Regions from separate parts of the Mus musculus genome. Here region 2 is linked to region 1. Evidence: chromatin contacts called from public Hi-C data. All regions are on one chromosome and are shown on one strand. Each heading gives the region's core, a stretch centred on a gene start, on an enhancer-like site or on the middle of the called end of the contact. The rest is flanking DNA. Distances are from core to core; before and after follow the strand shown. Region 1 has its middle 15 kb from the start of Gm31499. Region 2 overlaps Gm31615 (a long non-coding RNA gene).

Region 1 (4,104 bases), core at 101-2,600:
CTCTACATTTAGAAAAATGGTTGGCTTTTAGTTGAAGAGAACATTGGAAATTTACTTTCCATCCCAAAACAGCTAAATTGCTACACATCAATTACATCTGAAGAACAAAGTAAGAAAGAAAATTTCAGGTATCAAAAACTAAGAGGTTAGGGAGAGATGGCTTAGTAGTTAATAGAGGTATTCCTCTCCTTGAAAAGAACAGAAATTCATTTCTAGCATGCAAGTTGGGTGTTTCCCTGCCACCCGCAACCCCAACTTAGGCGGACTCTGATGCCCCCTACTGGCCTCCTTTGGCACCTACACTAATGTGCACATGCCCACCAACCAATTAAAAATAAAAATACTTCCTTAAAAAACAAACAGATAACTTGGAATGGGAGAGTCTTCATAGGGAGTCTATGAAGGTGACTCTAGCTGAGACCCCCTAGCAATCGGGGATATGGAGCCTGAAGTGGCCATTGCCTGTAGCCAGGCAGGACACCAACCCACCCACAAAATCTTCAGCCTAAAATTTGTCCTGCCTACAAGAAGTGCAGGGACAAAGAGGGAACAGCCAACAAATACCTGGCCCAATTTGAACCCATCCTATGGGCAAGCACCAATCCCTGCCACTATTAATAAAACGGTTGCACTTGCAGACAGGAGACCAATATAACTGTTCTCTGAGAGGCTCTACTCAGCAGCTGACTGAAACAGATGCACAGCCGAACATTAGGCAGAATTTGGAGACTCTTGTGGAAGGGTCGGGAGCAAGGATGAGGGACCGGAAGTAGGTAGCGACTCCACAGGAAGACCAACAGAGTCAACTAATTTGGACCCTTGAGGGCTCCCAGACACTGAACCATCAATCAAAGGGTGATCATGAGCTAGACCTAGGCCACCTCCCCCGTTTTGTATCATGCAGGTTCCCCAACAACTGGAGTGTGAACTCACCCTGACTCGTTTTTCTGCCTGTGGATCCCGTTCCCCTAACTGAGCTACCTTGTCTGGCCTCAGTGGGAGAGGAATCACCTAGTACGTCAGTGACTTGAGGTGCCAGGGGTGGGGTGGGGTGGTGGTAGTGGTTGGTACACAAGGGGAACTTCCCTTTTCTCAGAGGAGAAGGGGAGGGGGGACTGGGAGGAGAAGTGAGACTGTGATTGGGTTGTTAAGTGAATAAATAAATTAATTCATTAATGGTAAAACAGTCAAGCAACAACAACAACAACCAACCAACCAACCAACCAACACAACCCAACCACAGAGAGAGAATCCACAGAGATAAGTGGAATGTGAACACCACGAGCAATCCACCTCCCCCCTTTGGGGTTTTAATCATTGCTGTGAACTGGTTAAGTCTTTAGGCTGCTGCTAAGCTTCTCAATCCCCTAGAGACTGTGGTTGTGACCTGTTGTCACTTTTGGGCTCTGAACATCTAAAGAGGCAACTCAGCAAAATCTTTGATATGTGCTAGCTGAACAGGCTCAAATCCTGTGACCCTCTCATGGTTTATAGAGAAGCTGTGAACTGAGAATCCAAACTCAATGTTCTTATGCAGTTGTGAATTCCATGAATCTTAAACAAAGGTAGCTCTGTGTGTGTGTGTGTGGGGGGGGGGGAAGCCTCACAGGTCTTCTCTATCTCCCAGAGCACAATGCAAAAGGGGCTTTCAGCTTTCAGTCCACAGAAAGTGAGAAAGGTGTAGCCTGTGATGAAGGATACGTTTTAAAGGAAGAAAATTTGTCTATCATCTATCTATCTATCTATCTATCTATCTATCTATCTATCTATCTATCTATCACTCTATCAATCATCTATCTACCAATCATCTACATAGCTATCTATCATCTATCCATCCATTTTATCTATCAATCATCTACCCATCTATCATATCTATCTATTTATTCACTATACCTACCCTATCTCTCTATCTCCCTATCTCTCTCTCTCTCCTATCTATCTATCTATCTATCTATCTATCTATCTATCTATCTATCTATCTATCTATCTATCTATCGACAAGATTTCTCTGTATAGCCCTTGCCATCCTGGAACTTGCCCTGTAGACTAGGTTGCCCTTGAAATCATAGATCTGCCTGCCTCTGCCTCCCAAGTGCTGGGACTAAAGGTGGGAAGAAAATTTTAAAAATTATATAGTAACTCTTTCAAAGTTCTGTTTTCTTAGTCACAACTTATTTAGTGCCTTTATGTTGGATAGAAAGTGTTCTTCTAAAAGGCTATTACAGGGGCTTTCCCTAGATGGTGGCTCTACTTTGGGGCGTACTGGACTTTACGAGATACAAACTAGTTGGAGGCTGTGGGTCACAAGGGACCTGTCCTAGGAGGCTATATATTGTCCTAGGACATGCTCTTTCTCCCTCTCTGCATTCTACCTCCCATGAGGTCCCGAGCCTCTGCCCTATGTCTTTGAGTTTTCTTTGACTGTTGTGTCAATGTTTTCTATGGTGTCTTCTGCACCTTAGATTCTCTCTTCTATCTCTTGTATTCTGTTGGTGATGCTTGCATCTATGGTTTCTGATCTCTTTCCTAGGTTTTCTATCTCCCTTTGTGATTTCTTTATTGTTTCTAGCTCCATTTTTAGATCCTGGATGGTTTTGTTCATTTCTTTCACTCGTTTGATTGTTTTCCTGTAATTCTTTAGGGGATTTTTGTATTTCCTCTTTAAGGGCTTCTACCTATTTACCTGTGTTCTTCTGTATTTCTTTTCTTTCTTTCTTTCTTTCTTTCTTTCTTTCTTTCTTTCTTTCTTTCTTTCTTTCTTTCTTTCTTTCTTTCTTTCTTTCTTTCTTTCTTTCTTTGTTTTTTGTTTTGTTTTTGTTTTTGTTTGTTTTGTTTTGTTTTTTTTCGAGACAGGGTTTCTTTGTGTATTCCTGCCTGAGTTATTTATGTCCTTTTTAAAGTCCTCTATCACCATCATGAGAAGTGATTTTAGATCAAAATCTTGCTTTTCCTGTGTGATGGTGTATCCAGGACTTGGTATGTTGGGAGAATTGGGTTCTGATGATGCCAAGTAACCTTGGTTTCTGTTGCTTATGTTCTTATGCTTGCCTCCTGCCATCTGATTATCTCTAGTGCTGCCTGCCCTGGCTATGTCTGACTGGAGTCTGTCCTTCCTGTGATCCTGGGTGTGTCAGAACTCCTCATTGTCAAGCTGTCTCTGTGATCCTGTGATTCTGGGATCCTATCCTGAAATCCTGGGTGTGTCTGAGCTCCTGGGAATCAAGCTGCTTCTGGGATCCTGAGATCCTGGTGTGACCAAACTCCTGGGATCTTGGGATCTTAGGATCCTGGAATCCTCTGATCCTGGGCATGTTAGAGTGCCTGGGGGTGGAGCTTTCTCTGGGTGTTGTGGGACTCTCTGCAGAGTTTGTGCTCAAGGTCTCCTCAGGGTACTGGCCTAGACAGACTGGAAGGAACCTGTGCCACTGATCTGGTGGAGTTCCTGAGTGCCTGGGTCCCACTGGTCCCAGTTACTCCCAGTGTTGGGACAGATGTGTCCTCCTCACCTCTTAGCCTATGATCCTGGGCATGTTAGAGCATCTGTGAGTAGAGTTTCCTCTGGGTGTTGTGGGACTCACTGTGTAGTTTGCTCCCAAGGTCTGCTCAGGGCACTGGCCCAGACAGACCTGTCCAACAAAAGAGTCTTAGTAGGGTTCCATTGCTGTGAAGAAACACCATGACTATGGTAACGCTTATTAAGGACAAGATTTACTTGGGGCTGGATTGTAGTTCAGAGGTTTAGTCTATTATCATGGCAGGACACATGGGTGTACAGGCAGACATGGTGTTGGAGAAGGAGCTGAGAGTTTACAGCTCAATCTGCAGGCAGCAAAAGGAGACTGGGTGCCATAGTGGGTGTAGCTTGAGCATAAGAGACCTCAAAGCCCACCTCCACAGTGACACATTTCTTCCAACAAGGTCCCATCTACTACAACAAGGCCACACCTCCTAATAGTGACACTTCTTATGGGCCAAGCATTTAAAGATATGAGTGTATGGGGGCCATTTCTATTCAAACTACCACAAAAAGAAAGCAAAAAATGAAAACCAAACCAAACCTGCCATGTGTCATGGTGTGTCACATAGTTTACTCTTTTGCCCAAA
Region 2 (4,050 bases), core at 1,330-3,829, 80 kb after region 1:
TTGTATCAATATACAAAGATTTATACCAATGAAAACCTTAAACCTGTATCAATATACAAATTCTGTACCAATGTAAGAAATTATAACTTCAATTTTGTATCAGTTATAGAGATTTCTATCAATGTAAATAATATCTATACAATGCTTTATTTAAGAATAAATTTAGCACCGGGCATGGTGGCACATGCCTTTAATCCCAGCACTCGGGAGGCAGAGGCAGGTGGATTTCTGAGTTCGAGGCCAGCCTGGTCTACAGAGTGAGCTCCAGGACAGCCAGGGCTATACAGAGAAACCCTGTCTCGAAAAACCAAATAAATAAATAAATAAATAAATAAATAAATAAATTAATTTAGTAATCTGCTCATATTTACCCGCTTCATCCTCTCATCATGCTTCCATGTGACAGGTGCAGGAAGGTAACGCAGGGCTTTGATTGTCAGAGTAGCTGGGAGTTGCAGTCTCATGCATGTTCCCAGGTTCCTGTCTACTTGTGCTATGATAGGCATCTTCTGGGAGCTCCAGTTTTCTCACTACAGAGTAAGAATAACAAGAATTAACCATGAAGCTTTGCTGCGCAGGAATGAGCTAGCCCCAACTTACTGAAGAAAGGAGCTATTATTAATATGCAGCATATGGACACACAACATATGCATTCTGAATGAATGAATGAATGAATGGGCACAAGGGAAGGTTGGGAAGGTTGGCCCAGGTCCCCTAAACTGATGAGCAACTTCTTTGAAATTATGCCTTTAGGAATTTGTTATTTGAGATGAGAAATGGGTAAAAAGAAAAACTCAGAAAGGTTGTATGAGAGACTCCTGCGTGGCTGGCATCCAAGCAGCAGGATGGACGGATAAACTTCCCAACTCTCCAAACCACACAGGCCGAAGCTGTGCACTGGAGACTTCCAGGATGCCAGATCTCTTTCATCCAGAAGGAAGGAGACGGAGTGCTCGACACAGCTCCTTTCTGTGAAGATAGAACATTGGTAGAAATCTTCGTATATTGATACAACATTGGAAATGACCATATGTTGTTACTGCCTTGGGAGTGGAAACTCAGTTATGAAAGGGATTCGGCTACGAAGTACTAGGACTGAGTCACTCTCGGCTAAGACTGGAGATTTCTTAAAACTAGAAGCAAAGCTTGGGAACTTTCTTGTCTCTGAAAGGCTGATAGGCTTCAGCATTAAAATCATATAATCAAAGTTAGGTGCTTTAATCCCAGCACTCAGAAGACAGAGGCAGGCAGATCTCTGAGTTCAAAAGGCTAACCTGGTCTACAAAGTGAATTCCAGGACAGCAAAGGGCCTGAAACTCTGTCTTGAAACAACCAAATATCTACACATATATAATATAGTTAATTTTTCCTGAATGCCTGTGGTAACAAACAATAAGAGTGATTATCTTGAAAACTATTTGTTGCCCGGTGGTGGTGGCACACGCCTTTAATCCCAGCACTTGGAAGGCAGAGGCAGATGGATTTCTGAGTTTGAGGCCAGCCTGGTCTACAGAATGAGTTCCAGGACAGCCTGGGCTACACAGAGAAACCCTGTCCCGAAAATCCAAACAAAGAAAGAAAGAAAAAGAAAGAAAGAAAGAAAGAAAGAAAGAAAGAAAGAAAGAAAGAGAGCTATTTGTTCTCTAGATCAAAATATATCCATCTTACTAATGTTACTACTTTTTAAAAACAGAGATTCATTATATACATTTTAGCAGAATACAATAAATACTTATTATACTAAGTAACAATAATCACAATAATTCGACTTGTAAAATAAAATACAATTAAGGTGGCCCAGGTGCCCAGTAATGAGTTTGAAGTAATGACTCATAAGTGCGAAGACTTCCCTGACTGGGTTTCTAACGTGATTACAAGTGGGTCATAAAAGTGAGTGTGAGAAACTAGCTTCCCAAACCAGGATCACCATTTACTGGAATCCATGAGTTCAGAGTAAGGCAGTAATCTTCTGGGGAGAAATGACTACTGTTGACTCATTAATCCAATAACTCTGTACTAATTACAGTGCCTCAGTTTCCCTATTTTATGAAGTTGTCACCTGCCTGCCGCTCAGTTGTGTTTGGAAAGTCCAGGGAGATAATAGTGTGTTTTGAAAATAAGGAATACATTATAAATGCTAAATAATAATAACAATAATAACAGGGAGTCTCTAATGACAGGGGTCCTTTAATAATACTCATCGAGTGTAATAGCATCACTAACCAGTAGGAACAAGACAGAGTGCGTTTGTCTTCTTAATCATCAGTTTGTCTCATGGGAAATTGGTAGAGAGAGGACTGGCGCCTCACACCGAGCCCCCACAGGCTTGCCAACCCGGTGACTCCTGCCCTCCAACTAGCACCTGCTTCGTTTCTCTTTAAGAAGGCGAGCGGTGTAACAGAAAGAAGGGGACAGAGGTATCCCAGCTCACATCCTAAGCCCAGAGAACAGGATTATAAAGTTTCAGTCCATAGCTGGTTGTAGAAAGAAAAGAAAAATAGGCTTGAGACCAAAGAGAGCAAAGGGCTTAGGGGGACGAAGGACCAAGGTAGCCACGAGGTGGCGACAATCCAGCTGGAAAGACCCGCTCGGGTGGCATAGATGGTTCGCAACCGAGGAAGGAACTTCCATAGACACAAAGAAGGGGTCTTCGGAACGGGGAAAAGGCATTTTGTCTGCTTCGCCGGCAGCGTATCGGGAGTTAGACATGACGAAGGCGACCTGGAGAAGGAGCGAGCAGCTCTCTTGTCATTCCTTGGGCTTCCACTTCCCAGGACCGCAGCCCTTGGTGTAGGGAGAATTTTGTGCAAAATCACCCGAAAAAGGTTTGACCCCCTCCTGCCGCCCGGAGGCCAGCCAGATGCTTCCCCGCAGCGACATTCCCAGGATTCCAGCCCGGGAGAGGACGATTTTGAGCCCAGCCACAGGCCTTGGGCCAGTATCTGGCTGCAACTGCGGGTCGGACTTAGCTCGGCAAGGCAAACCGGCCAGCTCACCCGGGGGCCGGGTCCTTGGAGCCCCTTGGGATCCGACCTTGGGGGAGGCTGCACCCTGGCTCTGGAAAGTGCAGCGGCCGTAGGGCGTGCCCGTAGCTCGGCTGCACCGGGTGCCTGGGAAAATGTCCGGAGCTGAGCGAGGCCCAGGGGGTAGGGGTGGGGGGTGGGGGTGCTCTGCTAGTTTTCTTTTGTTTCAGTGTGAATGTGAACACAACCACACCCTCGTTTGTGCTGGGCAGGAGGTAGCTGGCTTTGAAACTCCACTATTAGGAAATTTGAAATAGGGTTGTTAGGAAACTCCCTCGCAATTCTTAGGGCCGTCCTGGGCTGCCGAGCTTGGGCTCTAGCTGTCTGCCTGGTGCCATGCCTAGCCTACTGAGGTGCTACAATCTTTGGCCTGCCTAGAAGCCATGGGCGAATCCATGGCCCTCCCGCTTGGACCATGGTCAGCGATCAGGAAATCCGGGCAAGCTACTCACGGGCCCACCCCTCTGGGGTGTGGGGCGGGAGCCCTTGAGGAACACATGCCCCCGCAGGACTGCCTTATTTAAGCCCCACAGCATCATCACCTGCATTTTGCAGATGAGGGAAGCAAGCCTTTGGTACTGAGTAATTTGCCCGAGAATCTCAACTCTTAGAGGGGCTGGGATTTTACACTGGACCTGCATTTTTCTCCGAAGCCCTAGGCTATCTATGCTGCCTCCTACAGCCCCGCCAAGAGCCAACTGGGAGAAATATAAATAGAGCCAGGAATGAGCTTAAATTTTGGCAGGACAACCGAGGTTATTTTGGACTCTTCTTGCCTTTGAATGCAGACTGGAAAACAGCTAGTGTAAGCTCCACCTTCATCAACAAATGTTTTCCGTTTGTGTTTTATACCAGGAAACTAAGCACTGAGGTATCCCAGCGAACAGGACAGATCATATTAGTGTGTGATTGCACGAGTGTTTGGTGAGCTAATTATTAAGCTGTTAACTGAAAAACTGCCAATCTGGGCACTAGAGGGAGACTCCAGGCAGCAGGAGGAAGGGCAGTGTTCTTGCTGTAGGCAATC

What was found. Hi-C and Micro-C count contacts between places; a contact is called where the count stands out from the background.
Region 2: a contact with region 1 is called in a Hi-C map of B cells, with 4 times the contacts expected there. The contact joins two enhancer-like sites. A contact is called at or near these places in 25 of 484 Hi-C or Micro-C datasets (B cells, the BV-2 cell line, the CH12 cell line and 7 more), 7 of 115 datasets of contacts at active chromatin or transcription factors (all in embryonic stem cells) and 1 of 9 other capture datasets (embryonic stem cells).

Annotation. Positions count from the first base shown.
Region 1 is chr17:88,175,056-88,179,159 of GRCm38.p6, forward strand. No RefSeq gene overlaps it. Among named protein-coding and RNA genes, the nearest start is that of Gm31499, 15 kb to the left of the region's middle. Within about 2 kb of position 1,351, at least 37 of the 459 cell types and tissues checked have an H3K27ac peak or open chromatin away from gene starts, as enhancers often do. A contact at or near this core is called in B cells and the CH12 cell line, where this site is marked.
Region 2 is chr17:88,253,327-88,257,376 of GRCm38.p6, forward strand. Gm31615 (a long non-coding RNA gene) reads right to left here. Exons shown (of 7, transcript XR_877113.1): 4 at 372-969. Among named protein-coding and RNA genes, the nearest start is that of 1700116H05Rik, 52 kb to the right of the region's middle. Within about 2 kb of position 2,580, at least 266 of the 459 cell types and tissues checked have an H3K27ac peak or open chromatin away from gene starts, as enhancers often do. A contact at or near this core is called in B cells and the CH12 cell line, where this site is marked.